Linked DNA regions of Mus musculus: all the other regions are linked to region 1. Evidence: chromatin contacts called from public Hi-C data. All regions are on one chromosome and are shown on one strand. Each heading gives the region's core, a stretch centred on a gene start, on an enhancer-like site or on the middle of the called end of the contact. The rest is flanking DNA. Distances are from core to core; before and after follow the strand shown. Region 1 has its middle 68 kb from the start of Gm38805. Region 2 overlaps Mpp6 (membrane protein, palmitoylated 6 (MAGUK p55 subfamily member 6)). Region 3 overlaps Gsdme (gasdermin E).

Region 1 (2,700 bases), core at 15-2,514:
CTCTTGTTCATGTCCTCTTGGATGGTCCTGGCCCTGCTCCTCCTGCGTGTCTCTTGTTCTCAGAGTGACTTATATGATGGGAGCTATACTAGTCAGAGCTTTTCAGGGGGAGAGAACAGATTGGGATGGGGTATTGAGATTGAAATAATTCATCTCCACAATCTTAGGAGAGCCCTGGAGGCGCAGCTGTTGCAGCCCTGCATGGAGGCAGTCTGCAGGAAACATCGTGACTCTAGGCAGCCCCCCTTTCTCTCCATATGCAGAGCAATTTGCATTGCTCTAACTTTTCAATTCAAAAATTATGTAGATATTTAAAACCCCCCACAGCAACATTTCTACCTGAGCGTGCTATAGTCTAGTCAGACTAATGCCTAGAATTAACCATCCATCTGGTAGCAAACTGGCTTCCTTTATGCCTAGGAGCTACATGCTTCCTTTTTCATTGTCAGGAGTGGGAGTCACCTCAGTTCTAGTGTTCTAAATGCTATTATTCTTGGATTTGACTGAAATTAGAGAAGATAGATCCTGTTGAAGTGTGACGATTGACCTGAAGCAGTCAGGACCCAGCTGAAGCTGAAAGTGGGACCGATCAGCCAAAAGCACACGGGATAAATGGTAAGGGGAGAGGTAAGTGACTGGAAAAGTGTATTGATGGGAAGTACAGGGGAAGAATGCTGGGTAAACAACCACAAGTGTCAGAGATCAATATGGCAATCACAATGACAACTTCATAACTTCTAGGAGAAATGGAAGTGCCAATTAGAGTCAGACTAATGTCAATCAGAACAGGTACACTCATAGAAAAAACCTTAAGGGCTGGAGAAATAGATGGCTTAGTGGGCACAGATCTCCACACAAAGCCAAGCATAGCACCATGCATCTGTGGTCCAGGAAATGGGAGGTGGAGAGAGGAGAATTCCAGGGTTTCTCTGGTCAGAAAGCCTCTCTGAATTGACAAGTCAGGTCTAGTGTCAGTGAGAGACACTATCTCAGAAAGTACGGGTGGAGAGAGGCAGAGTGGAGAGAGGCAGAGGATAGGTGTCGGTCTGTTGCTATGATAAACACGATGACTAAAGAGTTTATTACATCTTACAGGACACAGTCCCTCAATGAAGGAAGTCAGGCAGGAGCTCAAGGAAGAACTGAGGCAGGGACCATGGAGACTTGATGCTTACTGGCTTTCTCAGCTTGCTTTGGAATCTGCCCTCTATCCACAGTGGACTGGGATTCCCACATTAATCATTGATCAAAAAAAAAAAAGTTCCCGAACGAAGACATGCTACAGTTTGATCTGTTGGAAGCAATTTCTCAACTCTGCTTCCCTCCTCCCAGAAATGTTTGTCTAGTTTTGTGACAAATTGACAAAAACTACCCAGCACGAGGAAGACATGTGATGTTGACCTTGGGGTTGCACAATGTGCCTGTGGGTGTTTGCACCTGCACAAACACATGCTCTCATGCATACAGACACAGACACACACACACACACACACACACACACACACACACACACACACACAGACACACACAGACACACACACAGACAAAAAACAAAACTCGCAAGAAGCTCCCTTATAATAAAAAGTTGTTTGGTGAGCGTGGAATCAAAATTTTATTTTTGATGTTATTTATAAAGTTTATTCATAAAGTTCTTGCAGAAAATTTTACACCTGGATTAGGACACAGGAAGTAATCTCCATTCTGTGTTGGGCTGTGTTTTCTGTAAGTGCTACAAGACTGGAGAGCCACAAACATAATCCATTCTGTATAAAAACTACTTCGATGCAGAATATTCAAGCCCTCTATCTCCTGGAATAAAATGGAGTGCTGGGATCTACCACCGAGATTTTTTTTTTTACCTCTAGTCTATTTATTTATTTATTTATTTATTTATTTATTTATTTATTTATTTATTTATTTTTACAGTCCAGTCCTTATTCCCCTCCACGTCTGCCCTCTGACAGTTCCTCATTCTATTCTTCTTCCTTCTGCTTCAAGAGGATGCCTCCTCTCCCTGGGGTCTCAAGTGTCTCGAGGGTTAGGTATATCTGTTCTCACTGAGGCCAGACCAGGCAGCCCTCTGCTGCATATGTCTGATTTAGTTTTAAGAGGCCCCTCTACTCCTTCCTCTGCTTCTTGCCATCTTACTCATGTGCATGGAATCAAATTTCATCCAATTTACTATACACAATTGTTTATTCAAGGTTCACCAAGTTCACCAAGTGCTGGTATTAAATTATAGCGGACAAACTCACAGATTCCACGAATCTGTACCAAAAACTGTTGGTTGGTAGTGAGGACTCACAGCTAAATATTCTTTCTAGCTACTTCTACTGTTTAGCTCCAGGCTGACATGATCTTGTAATGCGGTTTTACTTCAGACTCACTGTAACAAGATTGAACCGATTTCAACATCTGTGTTTTGCAATCACCTTTTAAAAGCAGTGCTTTTTGAGACGAGATCTTACTCTGAAATACAGCCTCGGGTGGTCTCCATCTCAATAGGCTGCTGAAGCTGGCCTTAAATTCCCGCTCTTCCGGCCTCTGTTTCCCAGCGACAAGGGTACGTCACCATGCTTGGTTTGCAATCCTTTTTCTTGGCCTGGATTGAGGATCCAGCATCCCTCACACATTTCAAAACCTTGATATCTATTACTATGCTGGGGTAATTTGTTACTGTGAAGAAGTTCTTCCCTGTGA
Region 2 (2,700 bases), core at 98-2,597, 150 kb before region 1:
GAAATACCATGGGTCAGAACACTAGGAAGTAAACCTTATCTGTGTACTCAAATGAAGTGAGAGTAGCCAGATATTCCTCCAAAGCTTTTATAGTGCTCAGTTAATGACAGAAGCTTAAATCACTGGATCCAAGTTTGCTGAAAACAGCTGCAGTGTTTCAAAGTATCTCTGAACAGGTTGCTTAAGTGTAAACTACAGATTTGCAGGGGAAAAAAAAAAAAAACACTACCAAATGCCATAGTCAATGACTAACATTAGTATCAATAATAGGACACAGAGACAAGATGCAACTCTCCTGATGCATATTTGAAGGGTAAGAAACTGATTTATATATTTACAATAATGCAGAGCTGTACTTAAAGAGGAAACAGGCAAATTCAAAGGAAGAGAATGGCACAACAAATTGGAAAAACGGATCGAATTATATGCTGTTTATGAAGGAATCTTACACTTAAAGAGACTGGTATGTTGGGAGTAAAGGATGGAAAGACATCCCTGTAAGCAGTGACCCAGACACAGCTGCAAACTCACATCAGAGCAGACCAACAGGGAGACGAAAGGTATCGTAGAAACAATGAAGAATAATTACAACGACAAAAGGGTCAATTCGTTAGAAGTAAGATGCTTACTTACATCTAAGCACCTAACAGTAGAATCTCCAAATACATGAAACAAAACAGAAATGAAGCAAAAGAAAGATGGACACGTCACCAAAAGAGCAGAAGACCTCAAGGCTTCCAGTGATGGAGAGAACAGAAGGTTACAGAGGAAATGAAGGCCTGGGCAGCTACACAGAACATATCAAGGCAGCAGTCCAGTCAACAAGAGGAGAATACTTTTCCCCGCAGTGTACAAGAACAAGTGACACGCTCAAAGATAGGTTATATCTGAGGCTATAAAAAAATCCCTAAGGAGTTAATGAGGCCTATGGTCTCTGGACAAAGTGAATGGAATTATCATCACTAACAGGAAAATCTGGAAAAATAAAATGTGTAAAATTAAATAATGTACTCCAAAACGGGTCAACTAAAAAAAAAAAAAATAGAAATCAAAACTAAAAATAGCAAACACTTTGAGAGTGGTCATTACTGATGGAGCTGCCAAGAGCCCTTCTGGGTGCTGGTAGCATATCTTTGTCTCTACTTCTGATAGAGTACAGCTCGGCCATCATACTCGTGAGGGACTCTGAAGCCTTAGAAAAGTGTCTTAGCAGAGAAAAATTATCAGCACTGTGGTAAGCTTCAAGAAGAAACATTAGATGGCTAACTGAGGCCTACTGATGGCTTACATGGAAAGACCTGACAAAACACACAGGAGTCTGTGTCAGAGCGGAGGCACCAAGAGCAGAGGACCGCTAGTTTTCCTTTCACTTTTCCTTTTGACCAAAGGTTCAGTTTCTATCTCATCTCAGTGACAGTTTTCATATATGGCTAGGAAGGAAGAAAGCTGCAAGCAGGCAGCATGTGAGAAGCCGGTTTTAGCTCCAGCTAACTGACTCGTGTTGCACAACTGTCTTATTCTCAGATTACATTCTAAGCCTCTGTGGTGAAGAGAAAAAGTGTTTCATTACATTAATCTATTTCTAGAATTAAAAATGACTCTGAGATGAATGCAAACAAAAACATAAACCACAGCAAAATTATAAGATGCAAAAAGCAGCACCTACTGAGCAATTTCTAGCATAAATGTGTCTGTTAAAAGGAGATCTCCAGTGGATAACCTAACTTTCTACCCGGGATAACAGGAGAAAACTTCATCCTAACTCCAAGGAGCAAACAAAAAAGAAAACAAGATTAAATTAATAAAATGTATGATACAAAAAAATATGAAAAGAGCAAAATTGACAAATATTTGGGAAAACTAAGAAAAAAATTTACTAAATTCAGGAATGAGAGGGGCTGTTACTAAGGACCTTGTAGAAGTCCTGCGACAATAGAAATACTTGCACAGCTATGTGAACATGCTAAAACCAAGAAACCCAAGTGTGTGGAGAAAACGCTATGCGGATTTCATCTGAATGAAGATGGTAAGGAAAAAAATAAGCACAAGTTTAGAAAGCAATAACTAAGAAAGTAAAGAGAGAGACAGGAGCAGACAGATGGGAAAGTTGACCACCTCTGCATAGCTGTGCCAGTGAAAGCATGTTAATGCTAGCCTGTTTTCTGAGAATAGATTTATTACTGTTACTGTTGAATCAGCTTTGTTAATATGACAATATATTAACTGTGAAAAGGTTAAATAGTTCAAAGGAGAAAAAAAAATCCTTTAAAACCAAAATGAACCAAAGAATTGAAGGTGCAAACAATGGAAAAACTGCTCCCGGGCAGCAAAGCGGCACTGTAAGTGGTTACAAACCGGAAGTAATACAGAGTCAATGTAACCCATAGAAAGTCCAACGCCATTCCTCATATAACTAGAAAACACAATTCACAAACAGAGAGACAGAAAAGACTCTAGATGGCCACAACAATTCTAAGCAGAAAGAACCCAGCTGGAGGGACACGGTTTACTCAACTTTAAACTCTAATAGAGGACATTATGGTACTGGCACAACAGGCAAGAGAATATATACCGCTGTCCCAGAAATAACCCCCAGAGCTATGAACACCTAACTTTTGATAAAGGTGTTAAAATACACACTAGACAGAAGACAGTAAAGGGGTACAAAGTAGACCAAGGACCTTAGCTTCAAACATGAAA
Region 3 (2,700 bases), core at 106-2,605, 210 kb before region 1:
TAAAATAGTGGTCAAACACCAAGGGCAAACTGAAGCAGACCATTCTACTATCCACGTGACCTCACATGCTGAAGGGGAAACTCGGTTTTGTTCAAAGTTCTTTGGTTTTGACACAACAAATCCTGCACCTTGTCCCTCAGGTAGCTGTGGCAGTCGCCACCCCAGTCTCCTGAGCCCATCTCTTGGTCACTGGCCAAGCTATTTTGTTACCCGCCACCTGCCTGGGCTTTCTGGAGAACATCCTAGTGGCTCTCCTACCATTACCACTGGCCACCCAACCAGCCTTCTATTGAATCCACAAAGCATGCATCCCCTGACCCCCACCCCTGAGGATACCAACACTGTTCAGAGCATCATAGGTTCCCATCCATTTCTGGGCTGTTTCTCTCCTACCTACTCTCTGCTTACATTTATATATTTGCTTATGTGCATGGGTGTGCACAGCTGTGGAGGTGAGAGAAAAACTCAGAGATGTCAGTTTTCTCCTTTCTCTGTGTGAGTCTTGGGATCGGACTCAGGTCATTGGACTTGGCAGTGAGCACCTTTACCCGCTCATACGTCACTTTGCTTTTTAGAAGACCCAAGTGACTGTGCTGATCACCTCTGCTCTCTGGTCACACTCTTCCATAGATTAAGCTCCTCTGACATTCCCACAGGGGTGCACGGTCTTCAGGCTCTGGGTCAGACCTCCCAGTCTGTTCCTGTTATTTGCTCCTTCTGGGACCCTGTATTGCAAGGTTCCAGTCCATCCCGACGCTTGCTAAGCATTCTGTCAGTGAGGTGGCAGCAGAGCACCGGCATAGACACCAGAAGCCTTGCTGTCCTGCTCTCGCTTCCACCCTGGCCCCCTGCTCTGTAAATGCTCCTCTGCCACAAAAGCCCTAGCTGATTCTTCCTCCCATTGGCTACAAAGTGCAGCCTGGGTGCCATGGACCTCACTAGCACATGGGGGCCCTTGGCTTCTCTCCAATGGGATGGGTGACACTTCTTGCTATTCATTCTCTATCTCGATCTGCCAATAGCTACCATAAAGCTGTGTGTGTGTGTGTGTGTGTGTGTGTGTGTGTGTGTGTGTGTGTGTGTGTGAGAGAGAGAGAGAGAGAGAGGGAGGGAGGGAGAGAGAGAGAGAGTCTAATTGAGACAGTCTCACTCTCTAGCTTACTGGTCTAGAACTCACAGCTATCTTCCTGGCTTGAGTGTTTGGATTACAAGCATGAGCCACCGAGCCCAGCACAAACCTAGTGGGTTTTTGTTTTTTGTTTTTTTTTTAAAGTGCTTCAATCCAGAACCTAGCGTGCATGCAAGAAGGCTTAGTGAATGACTCAGCCGACAGTTTGGTCAATGAGTCAGTGAGTGTGCCACTTGAGGGAAGATCCTTAGTCACCGTGTTGGCAGCCCGTTGCTTCCGAGAGGAACTTTGCTTCTCCTCAAGTGTTTATTTTGACTCTGAATATACAAGAACAGGCTGAAGCAGCTACTGCTTCGTAGTAACCGAGGAAAGGGGACGCTGGAGAAATAGGGAAGGCAGATGTTTCTGAAATCCCAGAGAAGATGAAGATTGTGAACCAAAGTCTAAGGCTCTGCCCAGCTCCTAAACTCTGGAAATGCTGTGTGACCACGTGATTGGCCAGCTTCCAGCGCAAGAGTGCAAACACTAGCTCTTGTCCATTCAACAGTTTTTACTTGATCATAGATAGTCTTAAAGTGACATTTCAGCCAGGCGTGGAGGCACACAATTATAATCTCACTGCTGCGGAGGCTGAGGCAGGAGGATTATGAGTTTGAGGTTAGCCTAGGCTGTTACATGCAGAGCTTAAAACTAAAGCCTAAACAAAAGCAAAGAAACAAAAACCCCCCAAGCAAAGTGTTATTTCAATGTGCTTTTTGTATAATAGTAAGCGTGTGACTTGAAATCTGTGTATACACGTATATATTTGACTATGTTCAATAATGTGTTGTAACTTATAAGGTTTTTGTGTTTATATTCAAGTATTTGATTTATAGAGGTTTGATTTTAGTATTTTTTAAAAATTTTATATAAGGGTGTTTTGCCTGTCTTGTTATGCCTGTGCACCAGATATATGCAATGCTTTCAGAGGCCAGAAGAGGCCATCCGGTCCCCTCAATCTGGAGTTTTAGACAGGTGTAAGCCTCCTTGTAGGCGATAAAAGCAAAACAAATGCTTTCAACCTCTGAGCCATCTCCTCAGCCTCTAAAGGTGTTTTTTTTTGGGGGGGGGACATAATTTTTTATTAGACATTTTCTTCATTTACCTTTCAAATGCTATCCCAAAAGTCCCCTATACCCTCCCCCTGCCCTGCTCCCCAGCCACTCACTCCCACTTCTTGGCCCTGGCTTTCCCCTGTACTGGGGCATATAAAGTTTGCTAGACCAAGGGGCCTCTCTTCCCAATGATGGCCAACTAGGCCATCTTCTGCTACATATGCAGCTAGAGACACGAGCTCTGTGGGTACTGCTTAGTTCATATTGTTGTTCCACCTATAGGGTTGCAGACCCCTTCAGCTCTTGGGTACTTTCTCTAGCTCCTACATTGGGAGCCCTGTGTTCCATCCTATAGATGACTGTGAGCATCCACTTCTGTATTTGCCAGGCACTGGCAAAGCCTCACAGGAGACAGCTATATAAGGGTCCTTTCAGCAAAATCTTGCTGGCGTATGCAAATAGTATCTGTATTTGGTG

The links. Hi-C and Micro-C count contacts between places; a contact is called where the count stands out from the background.
Region 2: a contact with region 1 is called in a Hi-C map of liver, with 2.2 times the contacts expected there. The contact joins two enhancer-like sites. A contact is called at or near these places in 3 of 484 Hi-C or Micro-C datasets (all in liver) and 1 of 9 other capture datasets (adipose tissue).
Region 3: a contact with region 1 is called in a Hi-C map of liver, with 2.6 times the contacts expected there. The contact joins two enhancer-like sites. A contact is called at or near these places in 1 of 484 Hi-C or Micro-C datasets (liver) and 3 of 115 datasets of contacts at active chromatin or transcription factors (bone marrow-derived macrophages, embryonic stem cells and pancreatic cancer cells).

The regions. Positions count from the first base shown.
Region 1 is chr6:50,040,940-50,043,639 of GRCm38.p6, reverse strand. No RefSeq gene overlaps it. Among named protein-coding and RNA genes, the nearest start is that of Gm38805, 68 kb to the left of the region's middle. Within about 2 kb of position 1,264, at least 4 of the 459 cell types and tissues checked have an H3K27ac peak or open chromatin away from gene starts, as enhancers often do. A contact at or near this core is called in liver, where this site is marked.
Region 2 is chr6:50,186,873-50,189,572 of GRCm38.p6, reverse strand. The region is part of intron 10 of Mpp6 (membrane protein, palmitoylated 6 (MAGUK p55 subfamily member 6)); the gene reads right to left. Among named protein-coding and RNA genes, the nearest start is that of Gsdme, 74 kb to the left of the region's middle. Within about 2 kb of position 1,347, at least 66 of the 459 cell types and tissues checked have an H3K27ac peak or open chromatin away from gene starts, as enhancers often do. A contact at or near this core is called in liver, where this site is marked.
Region 3 is chr6:50,253,741-50,256,440 of GRCm38.p6, reverse strand. All of the region lies in intron 1 of Gsdme (gasdermin E), which reads left to right. Among named protein-coding and RNA genes, the nearest start is that of Gsdme, 6.7 kb to the left of the region's middle. Within about 2 kb of position 1,355, at least 173 of the 459 cell types and tissues checked have an H3K27ac peak or open chromatin away from gene starts, as enhancers often do. A contact at or near this core is called in liver, where this site is marked.